Linked DNA regions of Bos taurus: region 1 is linked to region 2. The links are chromatin contacts, called in public Hi-C maps. All regions are on one chromosome and are shown on one strand. Each heading gives the region's core, a stretch centred on a gene start, on an enhancer-like site or on the middle of the called end of the contact. The rest is flanking DNA. Distances are from core to core; before and after follow the strand shown.

Evidence for each region. A called contact is a pair of places that touch in the nucleus more often than the background predicts.
Region 1: a contact with region 2 is called in a Hi-C map of an unstated tissue, with 2.8 times the contacts expected there. The contact joins two enhancer-like sites. A contact is called at or near these places in 2 of 11 Hi-C or Micro-C datasets (skin fibroblasts and an unstated tissue).

What each region holds. Positions count from the first base shown.
Region 1 is chr13:18,079,946-18,084,129 of ARS-UCD2.0, forward strand. No RefSeq gene overlaps it. Among named protein-coding and RNA genes, the nearest start is that of APBB1IP, 16 kb to the left of the region's middle. Within about 2 kb of position 1,411, at least 20 of the 102 cell types and tissues checked have an H3K27ac peak or open chromatin away from gene starts, as enhancers often do.
Region 2 is chr13:17,946,038-17,950,280 of ARS-UCD2.0, forward strand. It overlaps PDSS1 (decaprenyl diphosphate synthase subunit 1), which reads right to left. Exons shown (of 11, transcript NM_001100331.1): 2 at 4,193-4,243; 3 at 2,980-3,100; 4 at 1-117. Among named protein-coding and RNA genes, the nearest start is that of PDSS1, 8.7 kb to the right of the region's middle. Within about 2 kb of position 2,199, at least 16 of the 102 cell types and tissues checked have an H3K27ac peak or open chromatin away from gene starts, as enhancers often do.

The DNA of each region.
Region 1 (4,184 bases), core at 161-2,660, 130 kb after region 2:
GAGATAGTGATTTCATTTCCTTTGGAAATACACCCAGAAATGGAATTGCTGTAGCATAGGGTAGTTCTAGGGGCTTCCCAGGTGGCGCTTGTGACAAAGAACCTGCCTGCCAATGCAGGAGACGTAAAAGATGCAGGTTCAATCCCTGGGTCGGGAATATCCCCTGGAGGAGGGCATAGCAACCCACTCCAGTATTCTTGCCTGGCGAATCCCCATGGACAGAAGAGCCTGGTGGGGCTACAGTCCTTATGGTCGCAGAGTTGGCATGACTAAAGTGACTTAACACACACACACAGGGCAGTTCTATTTTTAATTTTTTTGAGGAACCTCCATACTATTTTCCATACTGGTTGCACTGTACATTCCCAACCAACAGTGCACAAAAGTTCCCTTTGCTTCACATGCTCATTAGCATGTTATCTCTTGTCTTTTTCATAATAGCTGTTCTAGCAGGCGTGAGACATTTCCTCATCGTTTTGATTTGCATTTCCCTGATTAGTGATGTTTATATTTTCATGTACTTTTGGGCCATTTGTATATCTCCTTTGGATAAATGTGTATTCAAAGCCTTTGCTCATTTTTAACTTGGGCTGTTTAATTTTGCTGTTGTGTAATCTCTTCATGTATTTTGGGTATTAACCCCTTATCGTTTCCCTATGTGGAAACTTTTTCCCTTTGATGTAGTTTCATTTGTTGAATTTTGCTTTTGTTGTTGGTGCTTTTGGTGTCCAAATCAAAACATTTATTGCCAAGACAGATGTCCAGATTTTTCTCCATGTTTTATTCCAGTTTTGTGGTTTCAGTTTTTACACTTGAGTTAATTTTTTGTAAAAAAAGAGGTTGAATTTCATTCTTTTGCATGTGACTATCCAATTTTCCCAACACCATTTATTGAAGCTTGCCCAGTGCAGGGGGAGATTGTGGCCCCAAGTCCCGTGATGGTCGTTAGCTCAGGCTGCTGGGCTCCACAGCACGGACAACTGTGTGGTCCTTGACGAGCACTGCAGGAGGAGGGGAGGAAGGTCTACAGAGGCTGCAGGGCTGGTGGGGTCCTCAGCAGAGCCTCCAGGCTCCGTGGACAGGGGCGAGGGCAAGCAGCAGGGGGGTAGGGGGGTGGGGGAGGTTGGGGTGCGGCACTGGAGGCATGGGCACATGCTCAGCTGTGGTGGCCAGCTGCAGGTGCCTGTGGAATGGAAGCCAGTGACATCTGCGAGGAATCTCTTTAGTAGTGAAGGCTGCTGGGTTTGTCTCCAAGACAGGTCACTGAGAACCCATGATCATTTCTGCCACGTGTCTGCTGCTGGTAGCCTCCTGATTTTGTTGTTCCTAGTTGTCTGTATATATCTCAGCTTTGCCAGCCTCTGGTTGTGGTAAAACTGAATGCGGTCTTTCTATGGGGCTAAGAGAGACTGGGAAGCTGGTTGCTCACCCTGCTCTTCCTCTTCTTGTGAGGGGAACTGCTTCTAACTGGGGACTTCTCTCTCTCGATGCAAAGCTGGCTTGGGGGATGGGATGATGTGGGCAAAATGAGCTGTCTTCCTTCCCTTTTTGTGTGGTTATTCTCAGGTTTTTTGGTTCTGCTGTGTTACTAAAGTTTCTTAAGTGAACTCCAGAGCTCTCCCAGGGAGTGTGTTTGTGCGTAGCTAATGGATCTTTGTTGGGATATGGCGACTTAGGGTCCCCACACTCCACCATCTTGGTGACATCATTCTCCCTGATAGATGCTTAAATATATGTAACATATACACACGTATTAGATACATGAAAAGAAAGCTACCTCCCTTTCTCATACCATAAACAGAAATAGTAAAGGTTTAATATTAGAAAACAATAAAGAATTACAATGATATTTTGGAGAGTAAATTTGAAACGGGAAAAATCCTCCAAACAGACCAAAAATCCTAGTAATCAGAGAGGTATGTTTTTTAACATATATATTTTTTAAAGTTTATGGCAAAAAAAATGATAGACAAAATTGAAGGATGGACTGGAAAATATATTTTCAATAGATACGACAGACAAAACTATTAATATCCATAATAATAATTTCTCTGAATAAGAAATAGAAAACATAGGGGCAAAGGTGACTCACTGAAGATAAGATTTGTATGAAAAGATACTCAAACTGACTAGAAGTCAAGCTGGTAAAAGTTAAACAAGGAGTGTGTGTGTATATGCATATTTATATATATTCTTTGTATTTTTTGGCTGTGCCTCACAGCACATGGGATCTTAGTTCCTTCACCAGGGATTGAACCTGGGCCCCCTGCATTGGGAACACAGTCTTAGCCCCTGGACTGCCAGGGAAGTCCCAGGAGTTAAAGCAATAATTCAACAACTATTTTTAAAATTATAAAGAAATGTTCTGATGTCAGGTGGGTGCACGTTATATCGGCTCTTTTCAGAAGGAATATTTGATAATGTGTATATTTTACAAAGTGCTAACAATCATTAAATTAACTATAAATCATGTAATTGGCAGGAAAAAGAAAGGAAGGGGAAGGATCACGTTGTGTGCCGCTGTGCTGCAGAAAGCGGATGTTCTCTGCCTTTGCTTCTGGAGGTAGTAAAGTGCCGTGCCTTTTCTGAATGTAATCTGACCGCATCTACCAAAAGAAAAAAAATTCATTCTCTTTGGCGGAGGAGTTCCACCTTAGAAATCTGTCTCATGGAGATAGTGGCATAGAAAGCCGTATGTTCCTGGATATTTGGTAACAGCTTTGTTTGTAGTGGCAAGCAAACAAAAAATGATTAAGTTGTCAGTTACTGAATGACTAATTTAGAAGGATGTTCAAAAGCTGGAGAGCAGGGAAAATACTGATATGGACCCGTGTTGTGTGACCTTGGTTCTGTAGCAAACACTGTAGGGGAGGGAGTGCCTCGACCTTGATTTCAGGATTTTACAAGGTCTCCTCCTTTCTCAGACTTTTCTACGTGAAAATGTTTAGGTGTTTGACTTCATCATTATCTGCTCTGCTTTGCTTAGGTATGGAGTTCAGAAATTCTTTCTGATAGAGGAAAGATTGCCTGGATGAACAGTTAAATAACCCTGGGGCCTTGTACGTGCTAAACAGAATGTGATTTACCTCTACAACATTTTTGTGTGTACTGATATATAATTTATATAACTTGGTGTATCGATATATACGATATTGGACATAGATATGATATAGATGTGGTATGTATTGACAAAGGTGGAGAAATCTGCATGATTATTATTATTAAATGGCAGAGGCAAAGTGCTGAGAAATATCAATAACATGATCTTACTGTTGTAAGACCAGATACACTTCCTGTATATTAGCATTTATTCATTAATTTGGGGAAATTTGTTGAGGAAATACTATCAGCTTTTATTAAAATCAGTTTTTTCAGCACATAGTATGTCTTTCACTTTACACATCTCAGATGGTTTCTTCTGTTACAATGAGCACATATTACTTTTTTATAAAACACACAGGCTGTTAATCTTTGCTCACCTGCAAATGCATTAGCAGATTTCCGGACTTCTGAAGGTAAATCCTAGTTCTAAATTGCCTTCCCTTTACCCATCACTATTCTTTTGGGCATTCCTCAACATCTGCCTGTGAGTTCTTAGGAGACACAAAGGTGTTTTAATGTTGGATTAGCCAAAAGTTTCATTGGGGTTTTTCCATGAAATGGTTTCCATTAAAATCAGCGGAGTCAGAAGAAGGTTTCCTTAGTCCATTTTGTTTCATAACTGAGCACTTTCATTTAACCTACAATTTGACGGGGTCTTAGTTGTGGCCTGCATCTGCGTGGCTCAGAGGTTAAAGCGTCTGCCTGCATCTGCCTGGAATGCGGGAGACCTCGATTCGATCCCTGGGTCGGGAAGATCCCCTGGAGAAGGAAATGGCAACCCACTCCAGTATTCTTGCCCTGGAGAATCCCATGGAGGGAAGAGCCTGGTAGGCTACAGTCCATGGGGTTGCAAAGAGTCGGACATGACTGAACAATTTCACTTTCATTTTCACTTTAGTTGTGGCACACGGGATCATTGCGGCATGTGGGATCTTTAGTTGTGGCATGCCAACTCTTAGTTATGGCACGTGGGATCTGGTTCCCTGACCAGGGATTCAACCTGGGCCCCCGGCATTGGGAGCCCCACTGGGCTACCAGGGAAGTCCCTGACCTTTCAAGTATTAATGAAACATGCTTATCAC
Region 2 (4,243 bases), core at 949-3,448:
ATGAATGTTACAGGCTCGGGCCATTAGCACCACAATAATTGGTCGAAAGGCTTTTCCTTTTCCATCAAAATGGTATTCAGACATTTCCCTGAGTTCTGCTGTAGATATGAAGAGCTCCTGAAACAAAGTTTCTCTGCATCAACAGGGTGGCATAACTACACAAAACGTCAGTGGAATTTCTTTCACACAGCTTTGATTTTAGTGCATTCATTTCAACGGGGAAATCCAACACTTGGTAGGAAGAGGTGCCGACACCATGTGGCCACAAAGCTGGCTCCTGCGGCTGGGCCTCAGGCAGCGCCTGGCCACCCCCGCCAGGGGCCTAAGTGCTGGGTGGGCCTGCCGCTGGCGGAGACCCTGTGCGACCGCGGAGGAGGGGGATCGCCAGATGGCTGGTGACAGCTGGAGAGGGAGGGAAACAGGGCTGCTTGCAGCCTGGAGGGTGGAGGCAGGAGGACAAAGAGGCGGGGTGCAGGGGAAGCAGAAGGTGGGGGGGGGGTGGCAGACGAGATGAGGAGAGAGAAGGGCAGCGTCAGCATCTGGCTTAGGTGTTTCTCAGCCACACAAGCCAAAGGTTCACAGGGAAAGTGTACCACACGCTATGCATGATTGCAAGGAGCTTACGATGGCATTAGGGAAGCAAAATTTTTTAAAATATGAAATATTCAGTGAGTGATACAGTGGCAACTTGAACAATGGCCGTATGTTAAATGCATTAAGGGTCAAAGAATGGAGAGATCAGTGTGGACGAGGAAATTTGAGCAGTTCACGGAGGAGACAAGCTATGCCTGGCGAACAGAAGCTCAGGAGGATTTTTGCTTCCTGAAGAGGAGGGAGAGCTGTCCTGGGGATGGGCACTTGTGTGTCCTGTCTCTCTCAGGGACTTGCTGGGAAGAATCAGAGCTTGTGTCCCAGGAGCAACAGACGGGCCCAGCAGCCCTTCACAGGGCTCAAGCGCACACGATCCAGCAGGCCCGGCACTCCCCCGTCGGTGCCAAGGATGATAATAAACGCAGAGGTTTCAGAGATAAATGGGACAGCCTCTCGTCTACACGGAGCTCAGAGTCTAGGCAGGGGAAGGGAAACAGGACTGCAGTGTAGTGTGGCAGGGTGAGGACTCCTGTCCTGGAGCTGAGAGCTGCTGCCCGGGAGCACACAGGAGGCACCTCTGGCTCAGGCTGAGGCAAGAGCCGGGGCAGTGGGGTGACAGAAACCCAGGGCTGGAGAATGAAGGCCAGATTCCGAGGAGGGACTTCCCTGAGGGTCCAGTGGATAAGAACCTGCCTGCCAATGCAAGGACACCGGTTTGATCCCTGGTCCGGGAAGATCCCACATGCCTCGGAGCAACGAAGCCTAAAAACCACAGCTACTGGATCCTGTGCACCTAGCACCCGGGCTCTGCAAGAGAAATCACCACAAAGAGTAGCCTGGGCACTACAGCTAGAGAGGAGCCCCTCTGCTTGCCGCAACGAGAGAAAAACTCTCGTGCAGCAACAAAGATCCCACACAACCAAAAATAAATAAAAACAACTTTCAGGAGAGAGAGAGAGAGAGATGAGATGAGGAGGGTATGGAGGAGAAGGAGAGTGCCAAGTCGAGGATCCTCCCCAAGGTCCTGGGTGATAACTTTGCATCAACAGGATAAACAAGAGAAAAAACAATTTGTAGGAAAAAGCGGAGCTTCAGATCTGCCAGTGTGAAACAGCGATGGACACTCCATAGAGCTGCCCAGGGAGCAGGCAAGAGTTTAGGAGAGAACATTCAGTCTGGGCTAGAGCCAGTACATGGGAGTCTTTAGCACGGAAACGGGGAAACTGAAGACAGAGCAAGAAGAGGAGCAAACAACCCCAGGGAACAGCTGGAGGGGACGGAGAGGGGCCCAGGAAGCCGACTGAAGCATGGCCTGAGAAACACAAGGGCAGTGCAGAAGCCAAGGGCTGGGCTTCGAGGAAGGGCTGTGGGCAACAGGGTCCAATGTTCAGAGGGTCTGGAAGATTCAAGCCAGCAGTGCCTGTCGGATTTAGTAGAAGGGGGCAAAGGCAGTTTCAGGTGAGAGGCTGATAGGAAGGCAAAGGGCGGTGGTGGAGCCGTGATGAGGGGGCAGAACAGAGAGAGAGAGGCTGGCAATACTGGAGCGGAACCGGGAGGACAGAGGGTGAGGGGATGGTCCTTTAAATGATGAACAGGAAGAAGCTGGAGCATCTGAAATGGATCCAGAGGAGAATCAAGAGGGCAAGTCTGCAGACCTTCACGGAGAACAGGGAATTGGGGGAGAAGAACCTAGGGCTCCAGGGGGGAGGCAAAGGGCATGGGACTTAACCAGACACAGGGCCAACGCTGGAGGAGGCAGGCACTGCAACGGCCGGGGCAGGCGTTCAGGGAGCTCCTCCTCCACAGCTTCTGCATGGCTCCTCGGACAGGAAGTGCTGGTGCCATGCGGACAGCAGAGTCGGGCGGGGGCTGGCGGGGGAAAATGCAGAACCTTGAAAGGGGAAGGAAGCTGACCAGGGGAACATGAGCATCTTGGGCAGCAGAGGAGAATCCACGTGAGGCTGGGGGCCACTGAAAATTTGGGCAACAGAATGCCTGATGAAGAAAGTCCTGTAGGGGGCATCCCAGCACTGATATTCAGAACTGGAGAGGAGGACAGTGGCAGGAGGCACTGGAGGCTTCAGAGCCGCACCAGGCCCAGTGCAGGGGGCCGATCTGGGGGGAAGAGTCAGAGGACTCTGTGCACATGCACTTGTGGCTGGAACCTTCTCTTTTTTCAGTTTCCCATTCCTGCCATCGCCCGCCTCCGGGCGGTGACTTGTATCGCATCTTCCACACTGCCCCATACTCACGGCTCAATAAACATTTAAAACCAGACATTTGGGAATCAGGTCTGCAATGGCATGGCACACATGGGAAAACCTGCACTGTTTTTTCATAATTCAAAGAAATCAACCTAACTTCACAGTATTGTCAAAAATCTCTTACCTTCCTGATGTCCTCATAGAGACCTTTCAAGTCTCTCCAGCCAATCTTAAAAGGGTCGGTGTACTTCTCACCGCTCAGTGTTTCACTGAAGCAGCAAGCTACTGGCGTCGTGTGATGGAACCTAAGCAGAAATGCACACAATGGAAGACTGGGCACTGTTTTACCGAGTTACTTCATTTTAAAGTAAGAATTACACAGACCTGGAGGATGGCAAATTGAAGCCTAGACACTTGCTGGGAATTAAGCATGAATGAAAAAAGGTCATTATAATTTCAAAGATCATATAAAATTCTGATCCTGCTCAACACTACACCAATTTTCATAACCAGGACCTAGGGAGCCACAAAATGAAAAGAAATATAAACCATGTTCACTGTGTTCTGACTTTAAAATTTTTTTTAAAGGTCAGATTTTTTTTTTTTTTTTGGCTATGCTGGGTCTTCAGTTGCTGTGAGGGCTTTTCTCCAGGTGCAATGTATCAGGTTGGCAGTGCAGTGGCCTCTCTACCTGCAGAGCATGAGCTCTAGGGTGCACAGGCTCAGCAGCTGCAGCACAAAGGCTCACTGGTTTCCGCTTCTGGGCTCTAGAGCGCGGGCTCAGAACTTGTGGTGCATAGCTTAGTTGCTCTGAGGCGTATGGGATCTTCCCCAATCAGGGATCGAATCAGGCGGATTCTTTACCCTGAGCTACCAGAGAAGTCCAAGTTTAAATTTTATTTTACAGTTGGGCCTCTCTGTCTACGGGTTCCACATCTCTGGATTCAAACCACCTCATTTTGAAAATATATATGTGTGTGTGTATATTTAATTCCAGAAAGTTTCAAAAAGCAAAATTTGAATTTACCATGCTTAGGCAACTATTTGGCTAGCATTTATATTAGGTATTATAATCATCTAAAAATGACAAAGTATAAGGGATGATGTGTGTAGGTTATATGCAAATATTATGCCATTTTATATAAAGGACTTGAGCATCCCTAATTTTGGTATCTGAGGTGAGAGTACCCTAGAACCAATGTCCCCTCCCCCGCCCCCACCAATGGACGACTGTTTTTTTTTTTTAAGAAGACCAAGATCACACAAAGCAGGTATTATGGCACTTAAATAGCACAGTCAATTTCCTGAATTGAATAGCCCACCGCAATTTAGAATAGACATTTACCGGCAATATATATAACTAATAATTTTAGCTGCAATATGGATAATAAACTTACCGTGATACACCATACATATTTCGAAAGGCAGATGTTAAACTCTTCATAAGA